Linked DNA regions of Mus musculus: region 1 is linked to region 2. The links are chromatin contacts, called in public Micro-C maps. All regions are on one chromosome and are shown on one strand. The core of a region is the stretch at or near the end of the contact, and the rest is flanking DNA. Distances in the headings are between cores, read along the strand shown. Region 1 holds the start of 3110009E18Rik (RIKEN cDNA 3110009E18 gene). Region 2 holds the start of Epb41l5 (erythrocyte membrane protein band 4.1 like 5).

The links. A called contact is a pair of places that touch in the nucleus more often than the background predicts.
Region 1: a Micro-C map of the G1E-ER4 cell line shows a contact between it and region 2. The contact joins the promoter of 3110009E18Rik here to the promoter of Epb41l5 in region 2. A contact is called at or near these places in 1 of 39 promoter capture datasets (pre-B cells), 2 of 484 Hi-C or Micro-C datasets (the G1E-ER4 cell line and embryonic stem cells) and 1 of 115 datasets of contacts at active chromatin or transcription factors (memory CD8 T cells).

What each region holds. Positions count from the first base shown.
Region 1 is chr1:120,118,458-120,123,689 of GRCm38.p6, forward strand. It overlaps 3110009E18Rik (RIKEN cDNA 3110009E18 gene), which reads left to right and starts at 2,730. Exons shown (of 6, transcript NM_028439.2): 1 at 2,730-2,760. Dbi (diazepam binding inhibitor) reads right to left here and starts at 2,639. Exons shown (of 4, transcript NM_007830.4): 1 at 2,488-2,639; 2 at 1,438-1,555. The coding sequence starts at 2,496.
Region 2 is chr1:119,646,408-119,651,332 of GRCm38.p6, forward strand. Epb41l5 (erythrocyte membrane protein band 4.1 like 5) reads right to left here and starts at 2,593. Exons shown (of 25, transcript NM_145506.4): 1 at 2,378-2,593.

The DNA.
Region 1 (5,232 bases), core at 1,480-3,979, 470 kb after region 2:
CTGTGACTGCAAAGGAACCCTCAGAGCCTCAGAGGAAGACTCCCTGCCTCAGAGGAAGTTCTCCTTAGATGGAAGCGTATACTTGCCAACACGCCAAGTGTGCACACCACTGTGCAGGTGTGGAAGCCAGTGGACAACTTTTGGGAGTCAATTCTCTCCTTTCACCAAGTGGCTCCTTTAGATAGTCAGGCATGGCAGCGAGAACCTGCTAGCCATTTCGGTGATCCCTGCAACGTCTAATTCAGAAGCCGCTTGCCCCCTGTGGCCACTGAGCCCTTGAAACACAGCTTGCATAGCTACAGACTGGCCTTTTGGCATTACTTAGGTTTAGCTGTTTTCAGCTAAAACCCATATAACCACTTGTGGCTAGTCTTTGTTGTATTGAACCAGTACAGCAAAAAACAAACAAACAAACAAGCCGGTTCCCTGACCAGGCAAGGGTGGATTCCAAGCTAGTCTACTGATGCTTATATTCCAGCAAGTACCAATAGCGTGGCTAGAGGCCAGGCTCTGGGAAAATACTATCTAGCAGAAAGCATCCACAGCTCTCTGTTCCCTTCCCACTGGCTTCTCCTTCCTGGATGTTTATAAGCCCTCAAATCTCTGACCTGCTTGGCTAGCCACTCCAGCTCCAGTGGAATTGGAGGCCATGCTTGGTGGGTGACTGAGGCATACATTTTCTTCTATGCTGTCATGAGTCCTTGCTGGAACACACTGTGTTGCTATCTCAGGCTATAGCCACTGCTCAAGGCACAGAAAAGACAGTATCATAGACTAAGGTAACCCACAGCATAGTTTCAAAAGCTATACCAAGGGGCTGGAGAGACAGGCCAGCCAGTAAAGTACGAGGGTGTGAGTTTGACTCCCGGAACCCATGTGGGAGGGAAACAAATATAAGGCCACGCAGCAGCCTGTGCTTATAACAGTGCTGGAGAGGCAGAGACAGGCTGGCCCATCAACCTACAATACTTGGCAAAAAAGAAAAATCTGCCCAAGATTTTTGGATAGGGAGAAAAGTCACCTGGATAGGGCAGACTTGGGCCAGCAGCACTTCTGCCTTGCCCCAGGGTACCAGATATGATGTATCTGCTCATCTATTCGGCTTGGGAAAGAGGCCAAGCACTCCATGACCCTGTTCATCTGATGGAAACGGGAGGCTCGAGAAAGCGACTGCTGAGCAACAAGGCTGGAGCCTTTGCTGCCTTCAGAGTAGATGCTGAGATAATCAGTAAAGTCCTTGTAAACCCACACTGACTCTGCTCCCAGAGTCACTAAGAGTTTAGGGAGATGGTCTTTGCAGGTGACAATCTCTCAGCTTAAGGTCTCCATACCAATGTTCTGTCATCACAGCCTGCCTCTGGCAGTCGGAAGGCGAAGTTCTCAGACTCCCGGGCTGCCGAGCCAACTTGGCCCGCTCTGATGAGAAGCTGGGCATACCTGTATTTACATCGCCCACAGTAGCTTGTTTGAAGTGACTGTAGATGAACAGCATCTCTTCATCAGTTGGCTGAGTCTTGAGGCGCTTCACCTCCTCAGCGGCTTTGTCAAATTCAGCCTAAGAGTGAGGGAGAGGGAGAGGAACGAGATGTAGGTTGCCTGAGTGGGAGAGGCCCAGGGATGCCTCCCATATTCCCTCTTCTTGCCAGGATTCCCTAAGGCCCACCTGTCCACTCAAGCAGTTACAGCACTGTGTCAAGTGCTGGGAATAGTTTTGGCTCACAGTGGAAGTGCACGCCCTTGAAAATTTTCTTGCCCAACTAACTGCCTGGGCCACCACTGGCCCAGATCCAACAATTGCTGGGGTTCCAGTAAAGCCCGACCTATGATCAGCGGAGATTGACTGGGCAGTAAGGGGAAACGTGGTGTGATCAAAACAGTCGATCAGAGTTCAGGAGAGGAATGCGGTGGAATCCAGTGTCTGGAGCCAGCTGGTCCCTTCCTACAGGGGCCTGGAGTTCAGCGTTGACCTCTGTCCCAGTGCCCAGATTAGGGAGAGGCAAGTGGGAGGAGTCAGAGATCGCCCTACAGGGCTCAGTCCTCGGTAGTGGTCTCCACTGGAGGGAAGGAAAAGGCTTCTGGACCACCTCACCTACTCACATCTCTTCTGTACAGGGGCAGGCCAGGCACAAGACTAAATACCTTCCCCGACCTCCAGGCTCTTCAGCCAGGGCCTGTATGAGTGCCCCTCTATTCCATTCGGTTCTTCCCAGTGTGGGATTCAATCTTCCCTGTCCTTCCTTCCCTCTTACGCCCCATCTTTCTTTCGAGGACCCTGTTCCTGCTTCACCCAGGAGTTCAGCCCACCGGCAACTCTCTGGCAGTTCCGGCGTGGGTGGCAGTTTTACATATCTGCAAGGGAAAAAGTTCCGCTCCCCAGGCTATGAGCTGGGCTCGGATCCCAGAAGAGCTGCGGGATATCTGAGGAAATAGACCCGGCTGTCCCCAAACCCACAGCATCTTCGCAGCCCGGCGGGGCACACGCAGTACCTGAGACATACTGGTGAGGTGATACGGATGCCGAAAGCGCGGGAGCAAGCTCAGAAGCAGCAGCAATCAAGTCACAGAGCGCACCAGCTAGCGCCTTTAAAAGCACAACCCCGGCGTTCCAACTGAGCTCGGGCGAGCGGCAGCAGCCAATCAGAAGTCGGATCTGCTTTCGGGGGCGTGTCCATCCTAGCGGAGCGCTCCAACCCTTCCCGGACCCAAGAGGGAGTTTATTGCGCACGCGCGGGGAGGAGCCGCGGGGCACGTTGGGAGCAGGTGGGACGCGTTTCGTTTTTTTTTTTTTTTCCGTGGGGGAAGGGACGGACGGGACATTCTCCGTCAGGGCAGTTGGGCAGGAGCTAGCAGGCACTGAGAACGCGTGAAATGGGGTGCTGCGGGAGGAGAGCAGAAATCAGTATGATTCTTTCCCTTTAACTCTCATGCGGATTGGAAAGAGGCCGGAAGTTGCATCGCTGGTTGAGTAAATTATCCGACTAGAAAATGGGATGCCCCGACCCCTTTCGGAAAATCCAGGGAAGAATCCCCGGTGCACAGCGCAATGGTGGCCCGCTGGACCAAGTCCATATCTAGGCCTTTTCTTCTGAACTTCTGGCATATTCTTTGACATTGCCCATACTTGTCGGTCCTGCACCCCTAACGCAGTCTTGTGTTCCATCAGTGCTTTATAAAGGCGGAGACAATGTGATATAACAAACTTGCACAAGAAGAGGTGCCCATCGAGCCTTGGTTAAGTGAATAACTTTTCAAATGGTTTTTAAACACGTGACCTGATGCTTGCCGACTCCTAGACCTTGGACACGCAGCAGAGGACAAACAGACGAATCTTTGCTACTTTGCAGCGTCTTATAGTGGGTTCATAGTTGATTTAGTTTAAAAAGTAAAGAGTTGGAAGTTATAACTGATGTGTGTGGAGAGGGGTTGGGGAGAAGATGCTGTTTGAGCGAGTCCTGCAAGTCGGAAGGAGCATTCTAGCAGAAGCAGGAGTAAGCAGGAGTTACTGTGGACACTGAGGTCTTTGAATTCTTAGTCTCATTAGTGAAATAATTTAAAACTGATTCGGAAGGAAGCTTGAGGACAATTATATTAAAAGTTTGAGGTAAAAAACCCACAGGACAGACAAGCTGAAAATGTTGACATCCACTGGGGAGAGGAGACTGGGGAAAAGTTTTGCCTTTTTTTTTTTTTTTTTTTTTTTTGGTTTTTCAAGACAGGGGTTCTCTGTATAGCTCTGGCTGGTCTCGAACTCAGAAATCCGCCTGCCTCTGCCTAAGTTATGCCTTTTAAGCTAGACACGGAGGTCAGAGAAATTGAGAAAACCCAGAGTGTTAGGGAGAACATGCTTAGGAGTGCACAGCAGGTTCAGAGGGTTGAGTTTAGACGGCATTCAAATCCAAGAATATGTGTCCCGGGACAAAAGACTACAGCGGGGCAATGAGGAAGTACAACTAAGTAAAACACGACAGAGCTGCAGAAGTAAGAACGAAGTAAGCTGAATAGGTGATGGCAGAGGTTGTTCATTTTGGGCATGCAGGCAGTCATTCTGATGGAGTCATGGGGTGGGGAGGGGACTTTTCAACAGAGGTGATGGTGCTATAGGGGCCTTGGCTCCATGGGAGAAGGAGGAAGGGCGACAGCACAAGTGGGCGGGAGGATTTAGAGGGCTGAAAGAACTTTCTGGCAATGGATACAAAGGTGAAAGAGAGGGGTGATAGAAAATTCTCTGGAGGTCATTACAAAAGGGAGATAGTCTCTTCTCACTTCCTAATGTGTGGCCAGAGGCCTGGGCCACAGTTTGCCACCCTGTCTACCTGCCCCCTCATCACAGCTGTAGTGGTTTGCAAAGGCAGGGCTAGGGCTGCTGCTCGGTGCTGGAGAGAGTCTGTCTGCCTAGTATATGTGAGATCCTGGGTTCCATTCCCAGCCCCGCAAAAGTAGAAAACTTAAGTCCGAGCCTTCAGATGTCACCAGCAGCTTCGGTCATGTTTTGTGGAGTGTTTGGGAAGGAGAACTTTAATTGCAGGGAACACAGGTAGATTTGTTAGTTTGTAAGTCACTTTGCTTAGAAAGCAAAAGTAACAAAAATGTTGGAGGTGAGTTTGGAGAAATTGCCTGTGAAGTATAAAAAATGTCGATGTTTTCTTTGTCACTTCTGAAAGAGGAAGTGACTCCACAGAGCTTTGACTGGACTCCCATGCGGTCAGTGGATCCGTGGGCATGTTGCCGTTATCTGTATGTAGTCTGTATGTATGTAGTATGCCAGTCTGTATGTAGTTCCAGGTTGAGTTGTTGGTTGCTTGTAGGAATATAACTCACTTTATTAATTCCAGGTAGTGGTTCCAGATGAGGGTACAAAAATTATTTCAAGGAGGTGAGGGACATGCTGAAGGGTGTGGACCCTTGGGAGCTAAGCTCTCTTGAGCCAGAGGGGACAAAAGAAGGTATCCTTGTAGAGTTTCCCAGGCACCGTGTCAGAGAGCCTGAGGCCATGCTTCTCAGCACACCTTGTGCCTCCTTCCCTTGCTGCTCAGCAACTCTTTGTTGGTGTCTCAGCTATGGGAACGTCACTGCTAAGCCTGCCCTTCGTGCTTCTTCCCCAGGGAGCTAGGATGGCATTTGGAGGCCTTAGAAAAACTTGGTCTATTATTCCTTGAGTGCCTTCCATTTGTTTTGGAGACAGTGACTCCGTTGTCCTCGAACTTACCAAGTAAGCAGGCTAGACTGTCTGGG
Region 2 (4,925 bases), core at 1,343-3,842:
GTAAAACTTGAGGGTTACACAATGAAAAGGTGTCCCCATATTTTGTTCCCCCATCCCACCTGCCCCCAATCCTGGGCAGTGCTGCAGCTGGTGGACTGGTGGATTATCAGCCTCCACAAAGCTAATTCCCTTTTAAATCTTTAACAGCCCTGGCTCCTCCTCCTCCTGGGCCTGCTAGCCCTCTGCTCTCAGCTCCAGTGCTTTGCTCAGCTCAAATGTCTAATTCCAGAACTTTCTTATCAATGGTCGATCTTCCTAAGAAAATCTCTGTGCACTCCATCTCCCATTCTTTTTTCTAAGAGAGCGCTATATTTACACATGAAATTTTATTTCCTCAGAAAAGTACTCTCAGATTCTGTGGCCGGATTAGATGGCCCTGTTAGCAGGCAGACTTTTCTTTATAACATGAAAAGAAACTGTAATTAAATATTTAATTGACTTCTTTCTTCCTTTTTACTGACTATCATCCCTTCCACTCCCACAGACAGGAACCAAGTCTGACTTGTTTACTGACCAAACAGCTATCATGGCAAAGTTGCTATGATACATATTACATATTAGACGATCAATAAGAAAACTAATGTGATAGAGCAAAATGATACATTAGAAAATGGAATATATATAGAGATCGATATCTAGATATCTATATAGAGAGATCTAGGTATCTATATGTATATAGATATCTATGCACAAATTCTAAAAGACGATAATAAAAGAGACTCACAAAACAGCTCCAGCCCCTGGAAGGCAGAAGCAGAATTGGTTCCAAGCTAATCTAGGAGAGGGAGAGAGAGAGAGCGTGCTCTCTCTCTCTCATATTCTCTCTCTCTCTCCCTCTCTCTCTCCTCTCTCTCTCCCCCCCCTCTCTCTATATATATATATATGTATATATATTTATCTCAAGTTCCAAGCTAGCTTGGGCTGCATGGGGAGACAGGGTCTATCTATCTATCTATCTATCTCAAATTCCAAGCTAGCTTGGGCTGCATGGGGAGACAGGGTCTCTAAAAGCAACTGGAAATATGGGGTTTGGAGTTACAAGTCTTCTAATAACTTTAATTTCTGAGTTTTCAACGAGTAAGTTTTCTTTTCAATCACAGAAATGCAAACTGAAGTGATACATTTCCTATTTAGCCAAGAGCCACTTTTCCACCACTCCAAGTTCATACATACTGACTTGCCAATTGCAAGTGTCAACTGCGCCTCCCTTTTGGCTCTTCCTGTTGCAGTGCTGGGGATTGAACCCTGGGTATCCATGCTTTACACCATAGGGTATCTACAGCCAAGCTAGTGATTTTTTAAAAAAAAAAAAAAACAGTAATATTGAAAACTATAGAAAATGTCCTAAAGTTATCAGTATCTTTCATCCCAGTTACTCCCGCAAAAGAAACTGTAACTAAGAAACTAAACACAGGAACATTGCGCACATCGCTGCCCAAACAAGTTATCCTAACAAGAACAACAACAACAAGAAAAGAAAAAAACAGGTGTGAGCATTTAGATTTAGTTCAGCCTAGCGTTCCAGAACCCGGGTTTGGTTCCCAGTATCGAAAGAAAAGAAAAGAAAAGAAAAGAAGGAAAGGAAAGGAAGAAAGAGAGAAAAAGAATTAGAAGAAGAACGAAGTGGGGGTTGGGAAGAAAAAGAAAATAATGATCCCAAAGTGTTCATTTAGACACATACAAGTTACCCACTGCAGTTAGCAGTGCTCAGTGCCTCAGCTCAGTGCATCTGGGGTGAGCGGAGTTGTGAATTACATTCATAATTTCTTGGTGGGCTTATCTCCAATTCTTAAGGGAAAAAAAAAAAACCATTACTAGTAATTTTGAACTATTGCTAAACAACTTCGGAGCCTGGAGCCTTCTCGCTCTTAAAGCAGAACCCGGGAGACTACAGTAACCAGAGATGGACACAATTATCTTCTACCCACAGGAGAACCCATCATTACCGGACGCGCGCCACGCGTGGGGGCGGGGAGCGCCCTCGGCCTTGGCGGTTCCCGGGAACGCACCTGCCTCGTACGCTTCCCAAGTTTCACTCGACCGGGAGCTAGCTGGCACGTCCTGTCTCACCGATGTCTGCCCACAATCCCGGCGAAGTGACACTCGAGGCGACCTTCCCCTAATCCCACAGCTACGGGGAGGTCAGGGGTGACCAGAGTTTCCCCCCAACAACGCGCGAGACCCCGGCGACGCGCCCGGCCCTCAGCGGCCACCGCGCGGTATCGCCCGAAACTCAGCGCCCAGCCCCATTGGCCGTCGCCGCCACTCCCCTCCCAGCCCGCGGCGTCGCCCGGGGAGCCGGGCCGCCCACCCGGCACGGTCGAGAGCCTCGGCTCAGTGAGCAGGGCCAACTGGACACCCGAGGCCAAACTCTTACCTGTACTCGGGGGTGAACACCGTGAAGCGACGGAGACCACTGCGACTGGGACGCGCGACCCTCGGAGAGAGATGCCCAGCCGGCTAGAGGAGAGGACGGGTCTCCAGAGACACCGAGAAATGGCGGCGCAAGGCGCGAGCCCACCCTGCGCTAATCCCCGGAGGACCCCGGCCGCCCGAGGGCACGCCCCTTAAAGCCCCATCCAAGGTCCGCCCCCCGAAGGGCGGGACGCTCCGCTCTTAAAGGGGCAATGGCACCGCCCCGGAAATCGGCCTCCTGAGACCTGAATTTAAGCTGGCAACACCAGATGGGACTATAGAAATACAGAAAGGCAGTTCACCTTTAATCCCAATACTCCAGAGGCAGAGGCAGAGGCAGAGGCAGAGGCAGAGGCAGAGGCAGAGGCAGGTGGATTTCTGTGAGTTCGAGTCCAGCCACAGCTACTTAGTTACAGGTCAGCCAGGACTACCTAGTGAAATCCTGTCTTTTAAAAAAGATTATTTTTTTCTGTGCGTATATGTATGGGTCAGGGAAAGATATGCCACAGTCCCTGTCTGAGAACAACTTGCAGGAGTATCATGTGGGCACAGGGGACCAGACTCTGGCCTTCACATTTGGAATGAAGCACTTTTACCCACACTGAGCATCTCCATGGCGCTTGGTTTATGTTTTGAATTTTTCACCTTCCTGGTAATATGATTTGAAAATGAAACGTTGGGTTTAAGATACAGTTCAGTGGTAGGGTGTTAGACTAGCACATACCAGGCCCAGGATCCAATCCCTGGCACAGCAAAAATGAGTATTTTCCTATTTTTAATGTAGTCTAGTATGTTTTCTCTTACACAGTTGTTTATTAATTGATCCAGCATTTATTTAAATGTTTCCTTGCTCCCTCCCCCCAAATCCTAGAGATTAAAGCAACCTTTAGTCTGTAATGGAGAAAGAGAACAACTATGTGTCAAGTGGTGATGAGAGCCCTGGAGAGAACGCTGCTGGGAAAGGGAAATAACAGACTGATGCTCCAGGCACTGTGGTCACAGAATGGAGGCCCTAAGTGGCAGGGCGACATTCCATTCATTCATTCTTCAGATAGTTTATCAAAATGCCTACAGCTCTGTAGACCCTGGAGATAAGGCAGATAAAGAAGAAAGACAGGAGTCCCTCAAGGCAATCCCAGCAGTAAAAGCCCCTTGGGGGCTGAGTAGTGAGTTCAGGGCCAGCACTGGCCACATTGAGAGGTTCTGTCATAATTAAACAAGTTATTTCATGGTTTAGCCTGTATGGGAGAGTGTACCTGTCCTCCTTGTGCCTATAGCCTTTGAGGCAGAAAGATCACTTAAGCCCAGGAATTGGAGGCCAGTCTACCTAACACCATCTCAGAAGGAAAAAGAAAATGCTGTAGGGTATAGCTCAGTTGGTAGAGTGCATAAAGTCCTTGGTTCAAAACATGTCTGACTGGCGGTTAGTAAACACCTAGAAAATAGCAGTGGGTGTGGGGTCTGGGAATGAAGGGTTGCAATATAAGCAGGGAGGAAGGCTCTTAGGGCAGTGACAATGACTTCAGACTTAAAGTAGGTGAGGAAAGAGCCCAGTAGACATCCGGGAAGGACATAAAGAGCAAGGGCAAAGGACTGTGTGGAGCTACGCAAGGGCCCTAGTGACACTAAGAGCAAGAAGAGCAGAAGGTCTGGAACAAGGGTTTTATGGGATCTTGCCTGAAAATTAGCGTGTATAAAGGGAGGCTGCAGCTCACTGAAACCAGAATACAGTTTCCGGGGATTTGGCACTGTCCGTGCCTGTACCAACTGCTCCTTCTGTCCCCATGGCGTTGCTAGATTATTGTCAGTTACCAGTGTGGCACCTCAGCTGGGGCCAAAGGAGCAACAGCTGAGTACTACACACAGCTCTATCCATACAGCCTTGTGGTGGAGAGATTAAAAACTCAAATCACCATACCAGGAAACCAGCATCATTTCTGCTGCCTGGTACAGATTTTTAAAGCAAGAGTAGTTTCAAAAAGGCAGGGTAGGCGAGGGGATCTAGCTCACCTAGTAGATGCACACACATACAATATAGTAATTGTTATAAAATGAAATTATGCAACATCCACGTGATGGCATAATTAAGAATGAGTTGGGCTGGTGAGATGGCTCTAGAGGTAAAGACACTTAGAAGCAAGCATGATAACCCCAGCTTCATCCCCAGGACTCACAAGGTGGAGAGAACTGATCTCTACATGAGTGCTGTGTATATATATACATGGTCATTCATGCACCTCAACACCCAAAGAACTTTTTAAACAATACGATAGATGTGAATATGCTACTATGGAACTATCTTACAATGAAACATCAAGTTACAGGCTGCATCATACAATCCCACAAGCATGTTTATGTATACACAAATATACATTTTCCTAGGAAGAAAATATAAGAACTTGAACAGAGGTCATCATTGGTGTGATAGGGCTTCCTATAAAAGATTTATGCAGTTTAAATATGAGTGCTGTCTTCAGACACACCAGAGGAGGGCATCAGAACCTATTACA